Regions from separate parts of the Oryzias latipes genome. Here region 2 is linked to region 1. Evidence: chromatin contacts called from public Hi-C data. All regions are on one chromosome and are shown on one strand. The core of a region is the stretch at or near the end of the contact, and the rest is flanking DNA. Distances in the headings are between cores, read along the strand shown.

Evidence for each region. Hi-C and Micro-C count contacts between places; a contact is called where the count stands out from the background.
Region 2: a contact with region 1 is called in a Hi-C map of gastrula embryo, with 2.4 times the contacts expected there. The contact joins the enhancer-like site here to the promoter of LOC101156014 in region 1. A contact is called at or near these places in 4 of 5 Hi-C or Micro-C datasets (embryo, fibroblasts and gastrula embryo).

What each region holds. Positions count from the first base shown.
Region 1 is chr8:11,326,915-11,332,816 of ASM223467v1, forward strand. LOC101156014 (MAPK regulated corepressor interacting protein 2-like) reads right to left here and starts at 4,241. Exons shown (of 6, transcript XM_023957556.1): 1 at 4,039-4,241; 2 at 3,815-3,931; 3 at 3,680-3,749; 4 at 3,231-3,367; 5 at 1,229-1,327; 6 at 1-171. The coding sequence starts at 3,869. The coding sequence ends at 101. It overlaps trap1 (heat shock protein 75 kDa, mitochondrial), which reads left to right. Exons shown (of 18, transcript XM_004071432.4): 18 at 1-455.
Region 2 is chr8:11,521,484-11,527,263 of ASM223467v1, forward strand. sun1 (SUN domain-containing protein 1) reads left to right here. Exons shown (of 22, transcript XM_023957561.1): 2 at 3,559-3,747; 3 at 3,917-4,173; 4 at 4,789-5,025; 5 at 5,147-5,281; 6 at 5,599-5,727. The coding sequence starts at 3,632. Among protein-coding and RNA genes, the nearest start is that of sun1, 10 kb to the left of the region's middle. Within about 2 kb of position 3,043, at least 4 of the 8 cell types and tissues checked have an H3K27ac peak or open chromatin away from gene starts, as enhancers often do. A contact at or near this core is called in embryo and gastrula embryo, where this site is marked.

The DNA of each region.
Region 1 (5,902 bases), core at 2,991-5,490:
TGTTCAGGCACTTGGAGCCAGCAGCCCGGGTTTCCACCGCGTCAGCCGCCTTACAGCAGGGCGAAACCTTTGGCAAGAGGGCCACAAACCCTCTTCAGCGTCAGGAGAGCTTGTCAATGTTTGCTAAAAAGCGCTGGGCCCACCATTCATCCAGATCCAAGGGCACAAAACCTGACAGATTCGACAAGTCAGAGGAAAACGTCTGGTCAGTTTTCAAACAAATCCAACAGCTTGAAAGGTTTTTGTTGCAAAACTGTTTGACTTACAGGTTTGTGGTTAAAACAATCAAAACTGACTAATTTAAAGGTTCAAATAGTTAAAATGGAAAAAAATTCCTTCTGATTCCTTTCAATGTAATAAAATTCAACACTCAATTTTCTGTGCTTACATAATATTTTTCCCCTTCTGTATTTGAGTTTTGATAGGCTATGTTATTAAAGTTGATCTAAATTGGGGGTGTAGTTTCTTGATTGACAGTTCAGTCATCAGCCATGGAGTAACCTTGAAAAGTCAGATTTAACAAAAAAATAACTCAAACATAGGTGAAGTAACCACACACTTTGTCTATAGACATTTGCTGAAACATGGCCAATATTTTTTCTGTTTACAAAACCTTAAGGTGAAAGAAAAAATACGTTCTTATAAGTATTTGCAGAAAAAGCAGGTCATTCCCAGTAAAGTTGTAAAAGAAAAAAGCAAAATGTTTAAAAGCATTTGCAGCCCCCTAGTGGTTGAAATGAGGAACTACAAGACGACATTTGTTGCGCAAGCAACTGCTCAGATGAATGACTTTACATCGTTCATTCTGCTGGTAAAACCAAAGTATTAATGAAACAAAAGACAAAAAATCTGAAATTCCAAAATGATACTTTAAAACATTTCTTAAAAGTCTGTTTAATTTGACATATCCAAGTTTTTATATTTTAAATGTGACTGCCCCCTTGTGGACACATCGTGAAACTCCCCCCAAAAAACTTGTATAAGTTAAAACTCGTGTAATACTCCATTTCTGCTTCAAAGTACTTTCTGTGATGTTTTTAAAATATCCCTTTTTAATTAAAATGTAATCAATGCGTGATGCTTATATCTTGTATAATATATAACCCTTGTCATTCTTAAAGTTGTGCTTCTGACTTTTTCATTAAAAAAACAATCTGTTAACAATCTAGCATCTTTTTTTCCTGTAACGTCACCTGAGACAAAAAGCAGAAGAACCAGCTGAACTCACCATCAATGTGCGTCCCTGGAGTTGTTTCTCTGTAGTGAACAGCTCTTTGGGAAACCTCCACCTCCTCCTCCTGCTGCTGCTGGATCACCTCCTGCCAGGCTGAAAATGCAGCTCCGTCAGTGCAGCCAGCATAAACACCAACAATAAGCCCATCTTTCCGGGTTCAAAGTCCCCACTCCGATCCTCTTTTAAGCCATTTTTAAAAGCGTTCCCAGTGGTTTTGTAATTATACAATGCCTTTTTTAGTCTAAATTTAAAAATGTCTAGTTTTCTTGGACATAGTTTCTGTAGAGCAGCAGGATTTCATTAAAAATTTGCCTCTGAATTATGGGTGGGATCATTAGCGTGGAGTAAAGTCTGCCCCATTTCCCATCATCCCTTTGTTAACACGCTCTTCTGCTAGGTCACAGCCCCTCACAACCCCAACCTAACATTAACGGTGTAACAAAAATGTCATTCTTGCTCATTCACTTTAGCACAAGTATGGGTATTGTTTATCCACCCCTCTCCAAGAACATTGGTTATGCATATCTTGTATGTACCCAACTACGTGCACAAAGTGAATGAGTCTGTATGTGTGAACATACTTCAAACCTGTAAATAGTTGTGTGCACACTATTTGTTGGTGTGTGTAGGTTTGTGTGTGTAAGAACCAAGTCATGCTATTTACTTATGACACTTATGTTATTATCTCCCCCATCTTAACCCCTTATCCCCCCCATCTCTAACATCCCACTCTCTCTCTCCTTCTGTCTTCTTTTTTTCCATCCGGTCCAACAAGGAATACATGTAAATATAAACATTATAAATAAAGCTTAGCCTCAAATACAAAAAGGGTTTATACAAATATACCCTTAGTTTGTCAGAAGATCCATAAACTCCTATTGTAGCAGTAAAATCTGTCCAACAAAAGAGGCCTCCGGCTCTGATCTGCTTGCTCAGCTGATGGAAAAAATAAAAAAATAATTGGAGCTTTCCATCTGTACAGTTTTGAGTCAGATGCCAGACGTACATGGATCTATTTTTCTACAAGCGGATGCATCAGAATGGAGTAAAGCAGAGAGCTTGTGGCTTGCCGTTGTCACAACTTCAAGCTTTTTTAAACAGCATTTCTTCATCCTGCTCTTTATTTACAACTATCTGAAGAAAGAAATACTCAGAAATGCTATCTTGATCTTCATTTTCTTTATACATGTCATTCACCATGAGAAAAATCCCTCACGAACATGTTAAAAACACAATTTTCATTGGAGTGGGTCTTAAAAAACAAAACAAAAAAAAGCATCACACCCACCATAGCCGACCAGTGATGTCCACAGAGGCAGCTGCACACGCTGCAAATGTTTGTATCTCAAATAAACACACAGCGTGCAGATTAAATGCCTGCAGGTACGTTGGATTTTCAGCCACCTGTGAGGGTTCCTGGCAAAAAGTAAATCCCCCTGAGGGGTGGGGGGGGTAGGTTTCTCCTTTGTGCCCTTGTGTGTTCAACTGCAAGGTTAGCAAAGTTGTTTATGAGCTGCTGGGGCTGAGCTTCAATGCCAGCGGCTAAGAGGACACAGGAAGTAAGACGGGGCCGGCCCAAGTGAGTTCTTTTTTTTTTTTTTTTTTGGTGGTGGGGGGGGGGGGGGGTACAAAGAGATTCAGTGAATGTTCAAAGGAGCCCCCACACTTTAAAACTGGGTCACTGTGTGATTCCAAACTAAAGGCTTCATCTTCTAGTTTGAACAATGATTCTTTCCTCCCCAATGAGAGGCCGAGGTGTTGATATCAGAGCCCGGGTGGCTGTTTCTGTCAGCACGTGTCGCTGGATGTGTGTGTGTGTGTGTGTGAGGGGGGGGGGGGGGTGTTCCCTGGTTGTGGCTATCAATGTTGGAGCAGCTGTGCGGGCGAGGCTGGTTTGGAGACTTTAAAAACGCCGATAGTAAAACTTCGGCACTTACAAAATGACAAAAGGAAGGACAGGTGCCTGGGTGCAGAGACAAATGTTTCTGGTCCTTACCGGAAGATATGAACGTGACATTCTCCTCATGGAGGGGGGAGAAACTTTCCTGTCGACTGTCTGCTGGGAGAGCCGGTGCAGGATGATGGTACTTCTTCCCATTCTGGCTTTTGAAAACTATCCTGGGTGCAGGGAGGCTGGTGGATGCAAAGAAGGTTTTTTTTTTTTTTTTAAAATAAAAAACAACAACTTTGTTTTAGAGCAGAAAGTGTCCTAAAAAGATTTGAGCCGGCCTTTGATCAGGTGTTGAAAGCAAGGTTGGCCTAGCAGGAGTTGCAGCAGCTGCATGACCGACCATGTGCCAACAAGGTCACATACAAACACACTCAGGGCCAGGCTGGCTGTTTCAAAATCACTAAAGCGATCCCACTCACTCAGAGGCAGCGACGCATCTTTAATTTGCAGCAAGTAAACATCTCTCAGAAACCGTCAGGAGGGCGCAGACTTACTCAGGCATGTTCCAGGACGTCTGTTTATGTTTGAAGTCACTTGTTTTGCTGTCCGGCTGCTGAGTAGGCCCTGCAGAGACAGCCCTTTAAAGCCCCATGTGCTTAAAGGAGTGCGTAAAGACGCCGGAGACTCACCTGTCCGTCGCTGAGTGGCCAGCTTACTAGGACCCCTGGTGATTGTGTACATCATTTACTTGCACACGTGTATAAGTTGGCACTTACGAAATTAAGACGCTTCAGGGGGAAACATTCCTAAACAATAAAAAAGATCAAACTGTCCGTGCTGAGAAACTTAGTGCGCAGAGTTGACCTGAGAGACAAATCTGTTAGGAAACCCTCAGGGAGCGAGCGCCGCGCACTTCTCATCCAGCTGCTTTTACGCATCCCAGTCTGCGTCCTTAATCTGTCCCCCACGTATTCCTTCACCTGCTGTCCAGATGTCCCCTAGGCTCAGAACATGCAGTGGCTCCAGCGCGTAGGTGTCCTGCTCAATGTCCCAATGTCACATAACCTGAAACGGCAGCGGGCGCTCGCCGAACACCGACGGAACGCGTCACTCTACGTCCTCACACGCCTCCCCGTGCGCCTTAAAGAGACAGCGTGCCGCCAATGACACAACATGTTGCGCCTTTAACGCAAGAAAATGACATAATTTGTTTAATAAGTTCTTTTGATGAGGGGTGGGAGGCTTAAAGCACTTTCTTGGTTTGGAAAAAAACATCAACAAAGCTTTAAATGCAAATTATCTATTTTTGTGCGAACAGACACAACTGCAGACTATGAGGATTATTAAATGACTCAAACCTGGCAGTGTTTGAAAGGTGGAGGTGGCACCCATAACATGACTGATGTATGGGTGCGTCCTGAGGTTTAACATGAAAAACCTGACAGTTTGAACATAGACCTATTCTGATTTAAAACCTATGCCAGTGAACCCGTTTTTAACCCTTGTGCTATCCTAGGCACTTTAACATTGGGAGTTGGGTCATCTAGACCCACAGTGCGCTGAACCTTTTTTCTTCAATGATTTGTGATCTTCACTGGTGTCCATGGATTACATGAAATCTTTCCACCTTTATCCACCTTTGTCATGGTAGGGAGAACACGTCAATATAAGGGTGGGGCCATCTAACTTGAATGTAAACATGTACCCTAGGTAAACCAGTGGTCTGTTGCCACAATACACACAGTTTATTTAAAATAATCAAATGACATGTTATTATGGTTCCAACTCCAATAAAACTCTTCACAGTGTCAGGGTTCTGACTTTTTCCTTAATAAAGAGAAGAACCACACAGGGGATGAGAACCTTTGCTAGACTTCTGCAGGAGAATCGGTCTTTGACAGCAGGAACTGTCACAGAGGAGTTCTGCCTTCTCAGTGTATCCAGTCTGGTTTTATTGGTGGCCAGCGTTGATAACATAAAAGTGGGTCATTCAATCAAGCAGTACAGGAACATCATATTCTTGTATAATCAGAACTTTTCAGGTCAATGTTTTCTTACTGAAAGATAGGAACATATGGTGATAATAGCGTGTAAGCAAATGAAAAAATTACTTAACTCTAACACACAGGTTCATTAACAGAGGATAAACACAATTTGAGTTTTGAGCAGCATTCTACCATCTAAAAAACATTGCCAAAATCAAAAACATAGTGTCAAAGCCAGACCTGGAGATACCTATTCCTGGATTTGCCTCCAGTAGGTTAGATTACTGTCACAGCCTGCTCACTGGCCTCCCCAGACGAGCTGTAAAACAGCTTCAGTACATCCAGAACGCTGCTGCTCGTGACCTGACTAGAACCAGGAGGTACCATCACATCAGTCCTGTGCTCAGGTCTTTGCACTGGCCTACTGAAGCTCACAGAATAGACTTTAAAGCAGCTCTGCTTGTTTACAAGTCTTTCCATGGCCTTGCACCAAAGTACATCTCTGACATGTTAGCGCCATATGAGCCATCTCGGACTCTGAGGACCTCAGGGACCGGCCTCCTGCAGGTGCCCAGAGTCAGGACTAAACAAGGGGAATCAGCGTTTCAATCAAATGCAGCTAAAAGCTGGAACAGTCTCCCTGAGGTTGTGAGAAAGGCCTCTACTCTGCCAAGGTTCAAATCTAGACTCAAAACATTCCCGTTTAGCCGTGTATATAACTGAAGGGTCCTTATCGACACCTCTTTTCATTTTCTTTTCGTTCCTTTCTTTTAAAGCAAATTTTATAATTAT
Region 2 (5,780 bases), core at 1,793-4,292, 190 kb after region 1:
GAATGTTGAAAGGAGACAAGAAGTAGCAAGAAAAGCACAGCTGAATGAGAGCATAGTACGGTAATGAGCCCCCCACTTTATTAATAACTGTACTTCAGCAAGACTAAAGCAGAAAACACTTCATTAAATACAGTGTTGTTGCACTAAAGTGCCTCAAGAGGACCTCTAAAACTACACCTTCTGTTCTGTTCTTCTGTTCTTCAGAAATGACTTGCATTTGAAAAATTTGAACCGGCTTGTTGTCACAGTAAATTTGATAAAAGCTCCAATCTATGCAGCGATGAAAAGGTAACCAAATTGGTGTGATTTTAAATTTGAGAAATATTTGCAACATTATAAGGCTTATTCATCATTCATTTCTGCGCTTAAAGCCCAAACCTCCTCCTTCTGTTTCTAGGAGATCTAGGATGATTAATAGGTGACAATAGATCCAGACAGAGCTTGCAGCTCCTCTGTTTTCTGACGCATGACACACCTTCAAAAAGTTACAACATCTGCACTTTCCTGAAAGCTCCAAAATATTGGGCAAAGAAGAAATGTTAAAACTGTCTCACACTTACCATAACCTTTTGGTTATTAAATTGTGAAAATATTTACAATCAGTGACTTGGAAAACGTTTGGCCTTAAAACACCCGTCCTCTGCTGTGTGAATTTAAGGTTAAATACGCTGACAAAATGTAGAGCAGAGCTTTTGCAACCACATTCTAAATTTTAATGCTGAGATTTACAACCCACATGTTTCCCATAACCTCCGTTTAAAATGTGTTTGTGCTCGCCTCCATGAATAGTAGTCAGAATGTGGAGAAAGTGAGTTCCTAATTAAACTCACTGCTGTAGACTGAAAGCTTACAGCTTATTTTAAACTAAGATAAATACAAACATGTTTTTCTACTTAAAAATACATTTCTTGCACTGCCTTAATAAAATAAAGATTTTTTTTAAATTGTGATATTTTGAATGTTTTCTTATTGCTTCAACGGTTTTGGATTCAAATGATATTGCAGCCAGAATTCAAGCTTTCATTCATTCTGAAAATAGTTGGTTGATGAACTGATGAGGCTTTAAAAAAAATCATTTGTAAGATACAAGACATGGCAGATTCATTTTAGATTTGTCATGGCTGCTGGCTACACCGACAAACTGTCTTGTTCTATTTCCTAAATTCCCGCCCTTCCCTGTGTGTACACAGGAGATTTGGCTCAGGATCTAACTTAAAAGCTTGGAAAGATTTTTTATTTGCTTTTTGCTGTAGGCCAGATTTACTGGATTAACTGCTTATGCCGCTCATTTGGCAATAACACGTTTGCAAATAAGTTTGAAAAGTCTTTTTCTGTTTTGAATTTGTCTTTACATTCTTTTTTTTAAAGTTATTTAATTTCAAGATTTTGCTTTTTAATCACAATACAAACCTGTGAAACATTCACAGAAGAGCATTCGATTTCCAAATGATGAGCTGTTTACCCCTTTAATCTGAAGTTCATTTATCCCTTTAGTTTTAGTTTTTCAACGCAAAGGAAAGTCATAGAATAATATTTAACCTTCGAAGACTAAAGTGTTACCAATATGATACAGAATTATTACAAAGCTACAAAACAAAACCTGAACAGACACAATCTGTCCACCTTTTATTTTTGAAGTTGGCAAAACTAAAAGAAAATTAATGTTTTTTGTCCTTACAGTATCAATATTTTATTATTTATATTCATAACCTAATATTTTTAAGATGACCAGTCCTATAAAATTAAGTTTTAAAGAACTGGAAAAAATGATCAAATTTAATGGGATGACTTCTGCTAAATATAAAAATGATGCAAACTGACTGATCTGTTTGAACTTCTTTGGTCCTGACTACTCCACAAAAGCTTTGCATAGCGTTTTCCTCTTTCATGGCTTCCTATTGCTCTTTTTTTGTCATTTTGTTCTAAAACCTAAATATTTTTGCCTTTGCTGGAAGCTGGATCTACTTTTGCTGTTTCTACTAAGCTTTTTGATGCTGATGAGCATTTCTTCCAGTCAAATAATCAGGGCTTGGCAAGTCTGAAAGAGGGATTATAATGATCAGAATCTGCGTGCTTCTTCCTGCAGCACAGAATCCCTGTGCACCAGGGGTACTTTGAGTCTGCCCTGTAGTTCCTCTAGATCCTGTATTCTGTTACTGTGCAATCTTATGTTAATAAACTAGGATTGTGTTGAAGTCAGCACTCGTGAGCCCACGACGGTTAATTAAGCTCAAATTTATAGAGCATGCTCAGTACAGACTGTCTGCGTGCCCACAGTGTTCAAAATCATAAAGAGAAAAAAAACACAAGTTACCCAGGATTGACTCGTAACATTGTAAAAACATTCAATTTATCGAATTTAAGAATTTAAATATTTGACTGGGAAAAAAAAACAAACTACAAATACAGTTTTTGGTTATCCTTTTTTCAAACTGCATCAAATGAATCTAGTGTTTTTTAGCTGGTTGCCAAGAGTTTATGAAAGTTTGTTTCGAAATAGTTTTTTTCTTTATTAAGGTCAATTAAAAGTGCCTTTGATTAGACTTTCTATGTTTCCCAAAAAGATCAACTTTAGAGCACAACAAGAATGGAGTCACCATGTGCATTGTGTAGAAGAGCCAGTTGGCTGAGCAGACAGTAGACTTGCTGGGAAACAAAAGCACATAATTGGCTCTCACTGGGAGGGTGTAATCCATTGGAACCACAGGGAGGGTGAGGGAGAAACCTGCACAATGCAAATACGTGCACATTCGCACACATTGCAATGTGGTCCTGAGACTTTGGCCCCACTATTCAGAGTCACCAACTTGGAACTGCGTGACTGGGCCATAAATCTGACAGCTCTTGCATAAAAAGAAAAAGTAAAATTACAGAAAGAGGTTTGTTTTGGTCTCACCAGGTTCATTTCACCGTTTACTTTTCACTTTTCTGAACATGCCGGAATGAAGAAAATTCATACTTTAGCGTTTAACAGTGTCTGCTTTCAGCGTTGACTCAGTCTGGTGGGTGTGCCCCATTGAGTGAGTCATGGTGTGTTTCCACTTACTGTTGGCTCAACATTTTTTTTCCATTCAATCCCCTAACATGCAGATGTTTACTTTCCTATCTGTCCAGTTTACTTTAGGGGAAGCTCTGAGCCTTTTGTCAAACTCTTTGAGATATTCGTTTCCGGTCACAAACTTCTGCTGCAAAGAACAATCGTTTAACGGCTTAATGGAAAAAAAGGAGTTTTTATCTGAGGGTGGGAAGCATTTCTGTGATTCCCCCCCTCCCCTTTTGTTGTTTAAGAATAAAGTTGTAATATCTTTAAATTAATCCTAGGACATCTTAACGTGATCCAAAGAACATCAACAAGGAAAAAAAATCATTTGTTTAAAGTCACCAAGTTAAATATAGAAACTACAGGAAGTGCAGGTCTAGAACAAACATAGCACCAGCTGGAGCAAATATAGGAAGTGGATTTCTGTTTCTCTTTTTAATTTTTAAAATCTTGACTTTTATCTAACTTTTCTGCTTGTGCTTCTTCTTCCTCCTCTTCCTCCTCTTTTTTTGTGTCAGTTCCAGCTACTCCACTGCAGCATTAGAGTTTGAAAAGGAGCACCAGATTGCTCCTGTGTACGAGTCGCCCAGAATGTCACGGCGGAGCCTGCGCCTGCAGAGCGGCGCCACTCACTATGGCAACGAGGGCCTGGCTGATCACTGCCATAACCAGAACAGCAGCTACAACAGCACCAGCAAAGAGATGCGGTACGTCTATGATTAAATACTCGACAATTGTAGCTCAGCCTATCTAAGTAAATCTTTGTGTTGATGACTAATTACTCTACTAGCTGCTTGGGACAAAATATAACATCTGCATACATCTGCATATAGGAGGGCTAATGCTTATACTCACTTCCTATCTTTGCGTTTTCAGGACGCTTCGGAGCCGAAAGCAGCAGCAACAATCTTTGTCCAGCTCGATGTCTTTATCTTTGAGCCAAGTGGCCACACCCCGGCAAACCCTATCCTTCTCAGCTGTCAGCACCCCGATTGATGGAAGCAGCAGCAGAGTTCAGGAGAGCAGCACAGAGTTTGAAGCATCTCAGCTCACATCTGTTTATAGCAGATCTCACACGAGGAAACAGACTGTCTCCACTATCAGCACCACCACTACAGTGGATTTATGCAGGGGTCAGTGAAGAAGGACACATTACTCACAAAAGACCTGCCTTTCTTTTCAAGCATTGTCATCTTTTTGAAAAATTCACAAGATTATTTAATAGATCATTTGATGAGTTTCATTTATTTCTTGAGCCTTTCTCATGAATAATATTCATCTATTTGAATCATTTTTAGTTAACTGAGTTTTGAAACTCAACCTGCCATATTTGTCACAAATCCTGGCTATAAACAACTCTCTAACTACCAAGAGTTATAATTTGTAGTCTACTAATTATAAGCTGTAAGTAAAATCATAAATAGTACAAAGAAATGTTTTAATACTGAGCCTAATGGGGTTCTTACCATATCAACAGCTCTAAAGTTGTCTAAGTTACATTGTTTTTTACCATTTTAGTTGAAAAAACTACTTTCAGTTTTCACAAGTGTGCATTGCATGTATATATTTTTTTATTAATTCATTTAATAATACGTTTTAATAGTTTTAGCTAAACAATAAGCTGAACTCAAAGCTTCTGCTTTATTTTTACTTTGCCAAAATATACTTTTCCAGAGCAAAGATAGAATTTGCATTAGAGCAACCGCATTGTAATAAACTACTTTTGTTGTCGCGTCTTTCTTCTGTAGGTCAGAGCTCAGCTCAAAAATCAAACGTCAACGGCAAAGCCAGCGCGTCGAAATCCCACATGGCACTCAGCAACGGATACATCTGCAACAACTGCTCTTTACACGCTCAGAAAACAGACGCTTGCATGTCAAATTCGTCATGCCAGGCTCAAGAAGTCTCCACTGAAGCCCTCTCCTCCACATCCTCGCCCTTCACCAGTGTGTACACCAGAGACAGGAGTCGAAAAAATAAGACCGGTGAGGAGGCGGAGTTAGGCTATAACACACATACTTTCTTTTCTGCCTTTTTCCTGACTTCATTATACGGTTCAAGCTCGGAAGTTAACAAGAATGTAAAGTCAACACTGTCTTTCTGCAGGTGTCCTGATGTCAGTGTCCAACACATGTATGCACTACAGCAAACAAGCCCTGACCCCCGTAGTATCCTTAGTCACTCTTCTCCTCAGTAGTGTGGTTCAGCTGGGATCAAAGGCTGTAAGCCTGTCAGGAAAAGGTACCCAGAGAAACTTTCTCTACTCCTCCTTTCATTTTACTCCCTCATCGTCCACCCTTTGTGGTGTAGCTCAGTCCTGCTCATTGGACACTTCATCTATATCCTCATTTTTCATATTATTCTCCCATGTTTTGTTGTGTTTTATGTACAGTTTTTTTTTCTTTTGTAAAATTTTTCTTCACGGACTATTTTCTTTCTTTTCTTCGCTTTGGCCCACCTTTTGAGATTTGGTTTAAATGTTTTTTGATGTGAGCCGTGTGTCTGTTTTTGTAACATAAATGTACATTTTGACCAAGAGTGAACTTATTTGTCACCAGGTATTCTCACAGCCTTTTTGGACTCAGTGAGACGAGCGTCATCTTCCAGTTTGTCCAAAATGTGGATATTTAGGTCAAACATTCTCCGCAGGATGATGGGCTCCTCGGAAAAACGCTATGAAGAATCAGGTACTTGATGTTGCCGGCTCTGCAGCTGCTCTCCTGCTAATGATATTAGCTTC